2 separate regions of the Danio rerio genome follow, and region 1 is linked to region 2. The links are chromatin contacts, called in public HiCAR-type maps. All regions are on one chromosome and are shown on one strand. Each heading gives the region's core, a stretch centred on a gene start, on an enhancer-like site or on the middle of the called end of the contact. The rest is flanking DNA. Distances are from core to core; before and after follow the strand shown. Region 1 holds the start of zgc:111868. Region 2 holds the start of ppp2r2d (protein phosphatase 2, regulatory subunit B, delta).

Region 1 (5,660 bases), core at 3,153-5,652, 610 kb after region 2:
ACATAATAGGGAAGAAGAAGCATGCCAGGGCCATAGAGAGAAGAAAAAAAAAAAAAAAAAAAAAAAAAAAAAAAAACTACATTACCCTTTTTCTGGATGTTAAAACCGAATTTAACATGAGCAGTTGTTTTAGAAATAAAGTTTCAGGAAATTCAAAACACTTTAGATCAAAAAGAGTGCATTACTCCTATAGAAATGCACATTAGTACATGGATTAATCAGCCAATGCAACTTACACACACGTGAAAGGAAAGTCAAGTACCACAGAAGTTAGTTCAATTGAATTTATTGGTTTTCACAGATGTCATTAACAGATCCCATTTAGTCCAACGAGCAGATGTACAGGATCACACCACTAGCCCTTAACAGTTGTCAAAGTCTTGAAGAGCTAGTCTATAACCATAGCTTGGTCGTCAACGATGGGATTCAAGTTAGAAGAATCAAACATGGGGACAGCAGACTGTACAGAGACAAGACCTTGTGAAACTGCTTGGGCATTGGAGCCTACAGATGAAGCTACATATTTTATTGGGCGCTGAGCTAAAATAGACTGAGCAGCAGACATTGGACTAGTTATTGAGGAGCCTGAAGCAGCCTGAATGGGCTTTGAGGGTCTAAGCAGCGTACTGGATAAACTTGGGGTCTTATGAGAACTAGAGGTTGTACTCTGGACAAGAGGCAAGCTTAGGGCAGGCAGGACAGGAAACTGACTGGAACCCGAGGAGCTACTCTGGGATACAGCTGTGCTAGGCAAGCCACTATATGCAATGCCTGCCTGTGGTGAGGCAAACTGGCCAGAGAGCCTACCGGCATAGTTGAAGCTTGGAGATGCAGCGTTAACTTGGGATACCACAGTACGAGAAGTCTCATAATCTGGTGACCAGCTAGTGGAGGAAGGTCGCCATTGTGTCGCTGGGCCACTGATAAGGAATTCCTGTTTTGAACCTTGGCTCGGTCTCAGGGGCAATTCCACATCCAGAGCAGTGGGGACATATTGGCTAGAGGTTTCCTGAAGCTTGATAAAGGTGCCATCGGTAGAGGGAGTTTTAAAGCCTTGAGACACTGTGCTGCCCTGTAGCACAGTACTGTGCAAGCTAGTGGAAGGCTGCAGTATGGACAAAGATTCACTTGGGGCAGCCTGACTGTACATGAGAACTTCTTTAACAGCAGTTGGGGTATATACACCAGAGGTACCTTGAGGCTGGGGAGAGGTGCTACCAGAGAACCCACTAGGAAGAGTCAGAGAGCCACTCTGTATGGTGCCTGATGTCTGAAGCCCTTTTGACACGGTGACAAAGGGCTGAGGCCTTGAAGGTTGATTAACATAGAGGGGTGAGACACCCTTAATTGCCTTACTAGACAGAAGCACTTTAGAAGAGGTTAGAGCATTCTGACTTGTACTCTGGGGTAGGGCAACAGAGCTGTAGGCAATTCCTTGTACAGGCGCTGATTGGCTGGAAGCTGCTAGCTGACTGTCAACCCAGCCCTGAGAGCTTGATATATACTGGCTTGAAGATTCCAGACCACTGGTAGACTGGCTCAAGGGTGAAGCAGCAAGCTTGACATAAACAGAGGATCCAGGGGTATACTTATTTGATGTACCTTGAGACTGACTAGTCAAGCCACCAAGTGATGCAAGGGTAGAGAAGCTAGTGGAAGGCTTGGAGCCTTGAGATGTGACACTCTGAGACCCAGTACTGGAAGACTGAAAACCAGATAACAAGCTAGTGGAAGGCTGCAACGGAGACTGAGATTCACTTGGGATGGCCTGACTATACACCAGCACTTCTTCTAGAGCAGTAGGGACATACAGGCCAGGGGTACCTTGAGACTGGGTAGAAATGCTACCAACAACACTGGGTGTTAGGAAGCTACCCTGTGTGGTTCCAGATGTCTGAAGTTCTTTTGACACTGCAGTGACAAAGGGCTGAGGCCTTGAAAGCTGATTTATAGAGAGAGGCGAGAGGCTCTGAACTGCTTTAGACAAAATCAGTTTTGCAGAGGAGGTCTGAGCACTCTGACCTGTGGTACTCTGGGGTTGGGCAACAGAGCTGTAGGCAATTCCTTGTACAGGCACAGATTGACTAGAAGCTGGTAGCAGACGGTCAACCAAGCCCTGGGAGCTTGATGTATACTGGATTGTAGACCCCAGACCACTCGTAGACTGGCTTACACTTAAGGGTGATGCAGCAACATGGACAGATGTACCTTGAGACTGGGAAGAAGTGCTACCAGGGAAACCACTTGGGGTCAGCGAGCTGCTCTGCATGGCACCAGAGGTCAGGAATCCTTGTAATGCCGTTTTGCCACTAGATTGAAGACCTTGAATCTTAGTAGGCTGCCACATAAGAGAAGATTGGCTTAGAGAAAGAGGCAAGCCACTCAGAGTTACTTCACTAGACACAGGCACATTCACAGAGGAAGGTTTAGCATACTGGATAGTGGCACCTTGCGGCTGGACGACTGAGCTATAAGCAATTCCTTGTACAGGAACATACTGATTGGAAATTGCAAGCTTACTGTCAACCCTGCTCTGGGAGCTTAAGGTGTGCTTGCTGCTGGAATCTTGACCACTGGTAAACTGGATTAGACCCATGGGGGAAGCAATGGCAGGCTTGGTATTTGCAGAGGACATCAGGGTGTTCTGACTTGAGGTACTTTGGGAGCTGACATTAGGAGAATCCGGCTTTGGGGAGCTGGATGAAGATCCAGCAGAACTAATTTTACACAAGGTTGACGGAATTTCATGGTCAAGACTGCTCCGGCTAGGAACCCATGAGGGGGAGAAGTCAAACTTCAAGAAAGAGCCTGTATTAGAAGGACTAGAGGAGCCTTGAGACTGAGATGTCAAGCCACCAGAACTTCCACTTCCCATTGAAGCAAGCAGTGAAGCTCCTTGCAGCTTAGATCCATCTGAAGTAGCAAAAGCATACTTCCTATTTGAACCCAATACATAGCTGCCCGAGGTCTGCAGATTTTGTGGTAGGACCAGGGAAGAAACCAAAGCACTTGGTGCACTTTGGGTGAGAGACATAGATTCAGAGTGACTAGATGGGCTGTTTCCAGCAAGCACAGAGACCACTTCTTCAGAAGGAATGCTCGCAGTTACTGGAACCTCCAATACAGAAGACTGGACAACCTGCGGTCCAAAGGATCCTTTGACAAACCAATTCTGTTGAGGCTGAACTTTCTGAGAAGACAAACCTGCATAAAAAAAAACTAAGTAAGAATAGCAGCTTTTTAATTTTTAGACCATCCATTCAGGTGATACTCACTTCTGTTTGCAACAGCATGTTTCCAGCAGATCAAGATGATCAACAGTAAATGGACCCTACAAGAGGCAAAACAATACAAATACAACCATTCAAAAGTTATTATTATTAGAAAATTAAACCATACTAAAATTAAACTCTGAAAACTGAACTACGCAATTTCAGATTTAGTGATTTGACTGTGCGCAAAGGCTTCGCATTATAATATATATATAAAAAAAATAAAAATAAAAAAAAGAGAAGCAATGTATGGAGCTAGATTAGTTTTGCCATCACATGATCGGTGATCTCAGAATCTTCATTCACATAAACCCATGACTGCTTCAAATTTTATTCAAAGGTTCAAACACCTTTTTGGTTAGTAAAGTGTAGCAAGAGATTAGGCATCAATTACTTAGATTTTTACCGTTTCAAAGCACTGCACTGGTCCCAAACACCAATAATTAAACCAATACAAATCGTAACTTAAAGTAGAAAGGTTTTGAACCAATCAATGTATTAGCATATTTTACCACTCTTTAAAGAGAACCACTGCATTTCGTAGTATGGGGTTTAATAGACGCCTGCTGGTGAGTGCAGCCCGAAAGCATCACTCATGGCCTCCTGGAGCATTCACCTCCGATACAGGAACTGCTAGTTCAATCTTCACTTGCAATGAGTGGGTGGGAGCAGGACTAGTTATATGCGATAAAACGTAAATACCCTGGATTTTACTAATGTCGTCAATGGTGAAAGGTAACAAACCTGATGTGTAAAAACTAGTCTAAGTAATTTGTTTACATTAGTGTTGTATTACTACAGTAATGAGTTGGTCAATTGTGAACATTTGACATTGCAACAATGCTATCCCACACTTTAGAAGAGTTTGTCGCAGAGCTCGGATTTAGAAAGCTTCAAGAAACAAACCCTTTTCTGGCACACTTAGCACTTAACTGGTTTCAAATGCTTCATTTCACCATCACTAAGAATTTCTGCGATACTCCTCTGACAATCAACATTGTAAAAGAACAAAAGATAAATTGAACTCACCTAATTTGCCCGGGGTCCATAGTCAAAAAATACATCAACAAGACTGCTTAATCAACAGGAAATCCAGAACCATCAAGTCAAAATCAGCTACAAATCTATGTATACACCAACAAAGTAGCATTTGTCTTTTAAAGGCCTGTCTGACCAATGAACTCACATATCCAATTACATAAAATGCTGTTCACCTGTTGGAAACTTGATGATTGAACTTGCCAAGACAATTAAACACAATCACCTGTCACCAATAACCGCTACACATTACATCATGCCTCCAACAGGAAGCATGTCAATGTGATTACTAGTACAATTAGAAAATCACAAACTACTGTCGCATGTGTGAATTAAAAATCTAATTTCTGTATTCATACATGTAAATGATACTTGTTATAATTCAGGTTTAGACAAAGGAAATATATATTTACTGCAAAAATGATACACAAGCAGATCTTTTAAACGTTCATTCTGGATACAGTACACTCTTTTCTTTTTAACTTACAAGTGCAATTATGTAGATATTCATTTCACATGCATATCTGTAATTTATTCTCCATTCAAGTGCTGCCTGGTGAACAGTTTGTGTACCTGTGGTGATTATGCATGACTATAAACAGCCGTTACCATATGTTAGTTCATGCATCAATGAATATTTAAGTGCGTCATTGTCGGGAGATGTGTTGAAATGTTTAAAAGGTTTCCTCAGCACAACCATCAGGTTATCATGGGAGAACTGCAATTACATAGAACCACAGGTGTGTGTGTGAGACAGACATTACGGCCATTCAACAGACTCGGCACAAAGCCAGATGAGGTGTGGGTTGACTCTCCCCCGACCAACGGCTGATTAATATTTATGGATCTTTAATCACAATAAGGAAGTTCATCCTGTCCCCAAGAGCTTGGCAGAGTCACTCTGTCTGAAAAGCTGAGGGATCACATTAATTAAAGCAAGTGGACCTGATTGTGAAAGGTACATCCATCATTCCTGTGCTCATTAAAGAGGTCACATAACCAAGATAAAAAATTCAAATAAAGGTGGTAGGAATTGTCCTAATCTAACAACCTGCAATTAAAAGCAGTAGAGTGAGCTCAATAATGAGGGCACATGTTCACGTTTTGCATACCGAATCATAGGCTCTTAATGAAAAAGACATTAAAGAAAAAATATTTACATCAAGGCTTAATTTACACATGATATTAATAGGATGTTCCATCAGAATTGGTTGCCACACAAACCACATTTAGACGTAATCAAAAAAAAACAACTATAGCATAAATGAAAATGCATTATAGAAGCAGTGAAGGACTGCCTACTCAACGCAATCACTGCATCAAAATGAGCTGCAATTTTCTAAAATGCCC
Region 2 (5,329 bases), core at 1,070-3,569:
TCATTTTATTTTTAGCAAAATTACAGCTTTTAAGTTCCGTTTGTTAAAACCAATAGTTTATTGCAGTGCTGTTTTTGTAAAAAATTTAAAGTAAATGACATTTGTCCCCTCCCCTTTTTAGCTGATCCGAAAAATGGTCCAATGACTAAAAAAACGTAATGTGATCCGTACCGTGAGATTTGTGATCCGTTACACCACTAGTTGACATGAAGTAATTGTGTTGATCCAACTACCTGTTTAAGGCATTTGTAGTTCCCAGCATGTTTTGCATGGGAATATCTAACTGAGAGAAATGTTGACAATAAAAGTAATCTTTTGCGAGTTCAGACAGCACGATTTTCAAAGTAGTCGCATCACAGATGTTTTCACACTGCATGACTATCTGGGGTAGCATTGGTATGTTAGGTCTCTCAGGAGCATTTGGGCTGAACCTTTTGACGGTGTCTACCGAAACGAGGATGTTATAAATAGGGCTGGCCGATATTGCAAAAAAAAAGTTATCAAGATATCATGGTTCAAATCATTTCGGTATCGATAACTATTAAACATTTTTAACAATACATTTAGGAATATTAGAATTTTTTTAACCACTTTATTTTAATTTACCAACATTACTAACGCAAATAGTTTAAATAGTCAAAAACAAAAATATTAAATAAATATCTGATCTTTTTATAATAAACATTAGTGTTAAAGAGACTCTTAAACTTGATAAATAAATGTTACTAAGTGTGTGCAATGGTACAGGTAGATGAAAATCTGTAAGGTGTAAATAATAATGATACATTAAACCTCAATCTGAGCTTTCAAGTAAAGAAGCAAGCCATCAATATCTAAATACATGCTGAACATTACAAATTGCAAAGTTGAATGACCCACTATGCTTAAACATCTTTCAGATAGGAAGCTGGTGGATGGGATGTACAATAAAAGATGCCAAAAAGCCACTCTGAATATACCAAACAAAATCGAAATATCCAAAACTTTAAAGGATTAAGATGCTGATGACCATCAAACATGTCATGATCGGCTCATAGAAAAGGATCCATTCAGTTTTTATAATATTATCTCTATGAAACAATTAATTGTAATACATTTGATAAATCGTAGCAATTTTTGATCGAGTTATTCTTTTTTTTTCTTCAATAAGCTTTTATTTTGGATTCACACAATCATGCACTTTATTACTTACGCATGCATCTGTGCAATACGAAGGATCATTCGATTTACTTTAATCTATTTAATCTACTACATTTTAGTCATTCAGTAGTTAATGTTCATATAATCAATCATAATTATTTTGACACGCTCTCATTTGAGAGAATTTGACTGGACTACTCCTTTGAGAGCATCATGAGTCATCAGCCCTTTTTATAAATACCTAAAATAAAGATTCACTTTATTTTAAACTGAACTATTATTTGATATAGCACTTTTACGCATCGTATGCGGTGGGGAAAGATCAATAATAGCTCATAAATGTGCAGTTTTATGACAGTGACTTTCCAAATCTACATTACTCCTGACACTGTTTGATTTAGTTATTCAGATTTTAGGTTTTAAGACCACATGCAGTCGATAACATGAAAGCCAAAAACATTTTACAGTACAACGATGCAAGTTTCAAGCTCAAGAAGATCAGTTAAACGTCTTCAACCCATATACTACTTGAATAATAAATAAAAAAACCCCGCAGAAACACTTTCTGATAAAAACAATTGCCATTTTCATGGAAGCTCTCAGCCTCCATCTCTTCACATCATACCCCACAATGCATGCTTTTCCATCCAAAACTCCCATAATGCACTAATCACTCATGCAAACTCACACAGGTACGTTTAAACCCCAAATGTACCCCGTTATTTACCTTCTGCAACATCTTCATCTATGGCTCCTTTGACCTGGGAGAAGCACCACTGGAAATCATTGCCTCCACCAACCCCTGCAAAAACACAACAACACCAGTGCATTTAAATGCATGCTCTTCTCGGCCTGCAACGAGCATTTAAACACCCTGAGGTCGAGCCCTGCCCCGCGCGAGATACAGCAGTGGCTGTGGGTTTGATTTGGTGTCAGTTAAGGGGGCTGGTTTGATGTTTAGGCCGCACTGCTGCCGCTCGCGCCCCCGCCTACCAACACAAACCCCCGCGCGGCGCCTTTACCTGCCATCATCGCCTGTTTCTGTGCCTCGAGCCTTCAGTGCGGCTTATCCTGGAGCTCCGGAGGCCGGACGGTGCGATCGAGTGCGGAATGAGAGCGAGTGGAGGCGCGCGGGATCGGCGCGAGCGGGATCTGCCCGTGATTTGGTTTCGATTCAAGATGGCGCACACTGTCCGTCGACATGACACAGTGACGTCATTTAATCAAGCGCGCCCTGCGCTCGGCGCGTCCTCGCTGCGCTCAGGTTTACGCAGACAGCGTGGGAGTTACGCAAACACCAAACGCCCTTGATTGTCATACAGTGCATCCCTAATATAACACTCTAGAAAATAACTCAAGAGGTCTGTTACCACTACATAGTTTAATACACTATTGTAGCTTAAAAATTCTAATATGCTGATTAGATTAAAACTTTTGAGTAGCCAGAATAACTTTATTAAGTTTTCAAAACAAATAAACATTGATAATTACATCAATTTAAAAATGCGGCTAATTGAAAGATAAATATATCTGTCAGTTACTTTAAAACAATATTTAACTTAAAGCAACCCTACGAAATTGGGTTGATAACTCAATTTTTACACACTAATGGAGTTGTTTTGTATTTTTAAGTCCACACACTGATGTTTTTTGTTATTTTTGTACTGATAATATGGGACAGAACATGTTTTTGTTTTGTAAAAAAAAAAAGGAAAAAAAGGAAACCTGTGGTTTAATACAAATAAAAAAATACCAGTTAACAAAAACATTGCTGTTAAATGTATTTCTTACAAGCATGAACAGTAAATTCGAAAACAAACAAAAAACTCAACAATTTCAGCTACTTAATTTATTTGAGGTTCTAAACTTGAAAACATGCATGTAATTAAGTACATAACACTGGATTTGTTTCCAATTTTAATTTAAAAAAACTTATTTTGAGTACTCAACTTAAAAATCTGAGTTTTTTGCTATGTGAAAATGCCTCTGATTGAGGAGGAAAAGATTTGGCTAACATAATAAAGTTTGTTGTCTGAACCTTATTTTGTTAGATGTTGTTGTAACTTGAATATAGTAATGCAAACTGGTGCGTTAATTAATTTTTTTTGTTTTGTTTTGTCTAAACAATATTTTTAGAGTGTAGTTGAAATTCAATGTTTAAACTTACAAAATTAAAAATTTAGTTTTCTTGTAAAGATGTGTTTTTTGATTTACAACAATAATAAAACTTGGAGCAAAATTTATTTATTAATTTAATAATAATATATGGGAAGTACCATATACACAAACAAAAATGGTCCAATGATAAGTCTAATATTCATTTGTTTAAAATTAATCTTGAGCATTATATTGGAACCCCAAAAGAAAGAAAAAAAAGCTATAAGAATGTATGCAATTTTGGAATCATTTTCTTATACTTTTTTTTTTGCAACGTCTATATCCCTTGTAATTTTATTTTTATTTGTATTAATTTTTTTCTTTTTTCTAATGATTTGTTCCTTTAAAGTGAAATATTTACATATTACATATAAAATGTAAACATTGTATTGCTCATTTTTTGTATGCTATTGTTCTTGTTATGCAATTAAAAAAAAAATCAAATTCAAAAAATAAAATTCAATTTTTTATTCCCAATTATTGGTTTAATAAAATTGACGGTCTCCCATTAATTTTGAAATGTAATTTTGCTCCGAATAAACTCCTCATAAAATTAACTAACTTTTACCAGCAAACATTACTGGCTTGGAAAATATGTTATTCCCATAACTTTTCTACATAAAACATTTTTATGGAACAACACTGATCTTCTAGTTAAGAATAAATCCTCATTTTTTATAATTGGTACGACAGAGATATATTACATTTATTTTCCTTATTTGATGAATTTGGGAACTTGTTATCCTATGAACAATTGATGAAAATTCATCAATTTCCAAGTCCTTTTAAGAAATGTAACATTATTGTAAATGCTTTCCCAAAAAATATATATATCTAACAAAAATTCATATTTCATTTAAAAATAGCCATTGAACCCTCCTTATTATTAGAAGGTATCAGTATTTATGATGAGAAATGCAACAACAAACTTATTCTTCTAATTCTCCAACAAAAAAATCGAATTGCTCCAAGAGGGAAATCATATTTGTCCGTGTAAATACAAGATATTGATTGGAAAAGAATGTGACTTCTCCCATATAAATATGAACTCCTAAACAAAGCAAAGGAAACCCATTTTAAAATTCTACTCAAAATATACCCGGTCAATGCATTTATCTCAAAATTTGCTGATATTGCAACCCATATTTGATTCAGGAAAATTAGGAAAATTTTCTTAAATCCTCTCCTTCATTTGCCCATTTTTAATTGAAATTGATTCCTTGCTTAAAGCTATACGTTTATCGAACAACAAAAAGTTTTGCAATTTAATTGAAACTTCTGAAAATATCATGCTTCCAGTTAGTCTTTAATGCTTTCTGTGTATGTTTACTTCTTTACTTCTGTACTTCTTTATTTTGTTCTCTTTTTTTCTCTTTCTATTATTGTTACTTATTGTTCTTATCACTTTGTAATTGTATGTACTTGTATTCCAGTCTCCTACAGATTACTTCCTGATTTATATTGTACATTTCTTCTTTTCTAAATAAAAGTTACTTAAAAAAATACAGTGCATCACTACTGACAAAGAAATATTTTCCTCTTCCTTTTAAAAAAAAGTTATATCTGAGAGACGCGTTCTGAAGGATAGTTCATGAATGAATCTTTGTGCATTGGGGTTACGATGCAATTCAGATTTCATCATAATCAATAAACCACTATAGTTTATCCAGTTAGCATTTGTGTGAATTCATATATAACATACTTTAAGTATATCACATTAATCGAAGAACATAAATAAAGTATACTGTAGCTAATATCAAAATGAATAATTGATCTGTTAGCAAGACCCATGTGGATTCGGCAGATGTCTGCAAATCAATGTTGAACAGAGACCGAATGAGAGTGTTTTCAACAGAGAGATGCTGAAAACTCAAGTCACTATTATCACGAGCCATTGTCACAACACCAAAACACACCGCTAATGAGAAACTGTAAGCAAGCAGTGATTTAAATACAAATGACTGCTTCTCTATGACCTGATTAATGCATAATTCATGAAATTAATTCACTGATGATTTATTAATTAGCTACT

Evidence for each region. HiCAR-type assays count read pairs that join an accessible place to other places.
Region 1: a HiCAR-type map of caudal fin shows a contact between it and region 2, with 12 times the contacts expected there. The contact joins the promoter of zgc:111868 here to the promoter of ppp2r2d in region 2. A contact is called at or near these places in 3 of 18 Hi-C or Micro-C datasets (caudal fin, embryo and hematopoietic stem cells) and 2 of 4 datasets of contacts at active chromatin or transcription factors (caudal fin and embryo).

What each region holds. Positions count from the first base shown.
Region 1 is chr12:44,445,263-44,450,922 of GRCz12tu, forward strand. zgc:111868 reads right to left here and starts at 4,403. Exons shown (of 3, transcript NM_001423535.1): 1 at 4,302-4,403; 2 at 3,276-3,331; 3 at 271-3,204. The coding sequence starts at 4,336. The coding sequence ends at 389.
Region 2 is chr12:43,833,643-43,838,971 of GRCz12tu, forward strand. ppp2r2d (protein phosphatase 2, regulatory subunit B, delta) reads right to left here and starts at 2,320. Exons shown (of 10, transcript NM_212880.2): 1 at 2,163-2,320; 2 at 1,868-1,942. The coding sequence starts at 2,169.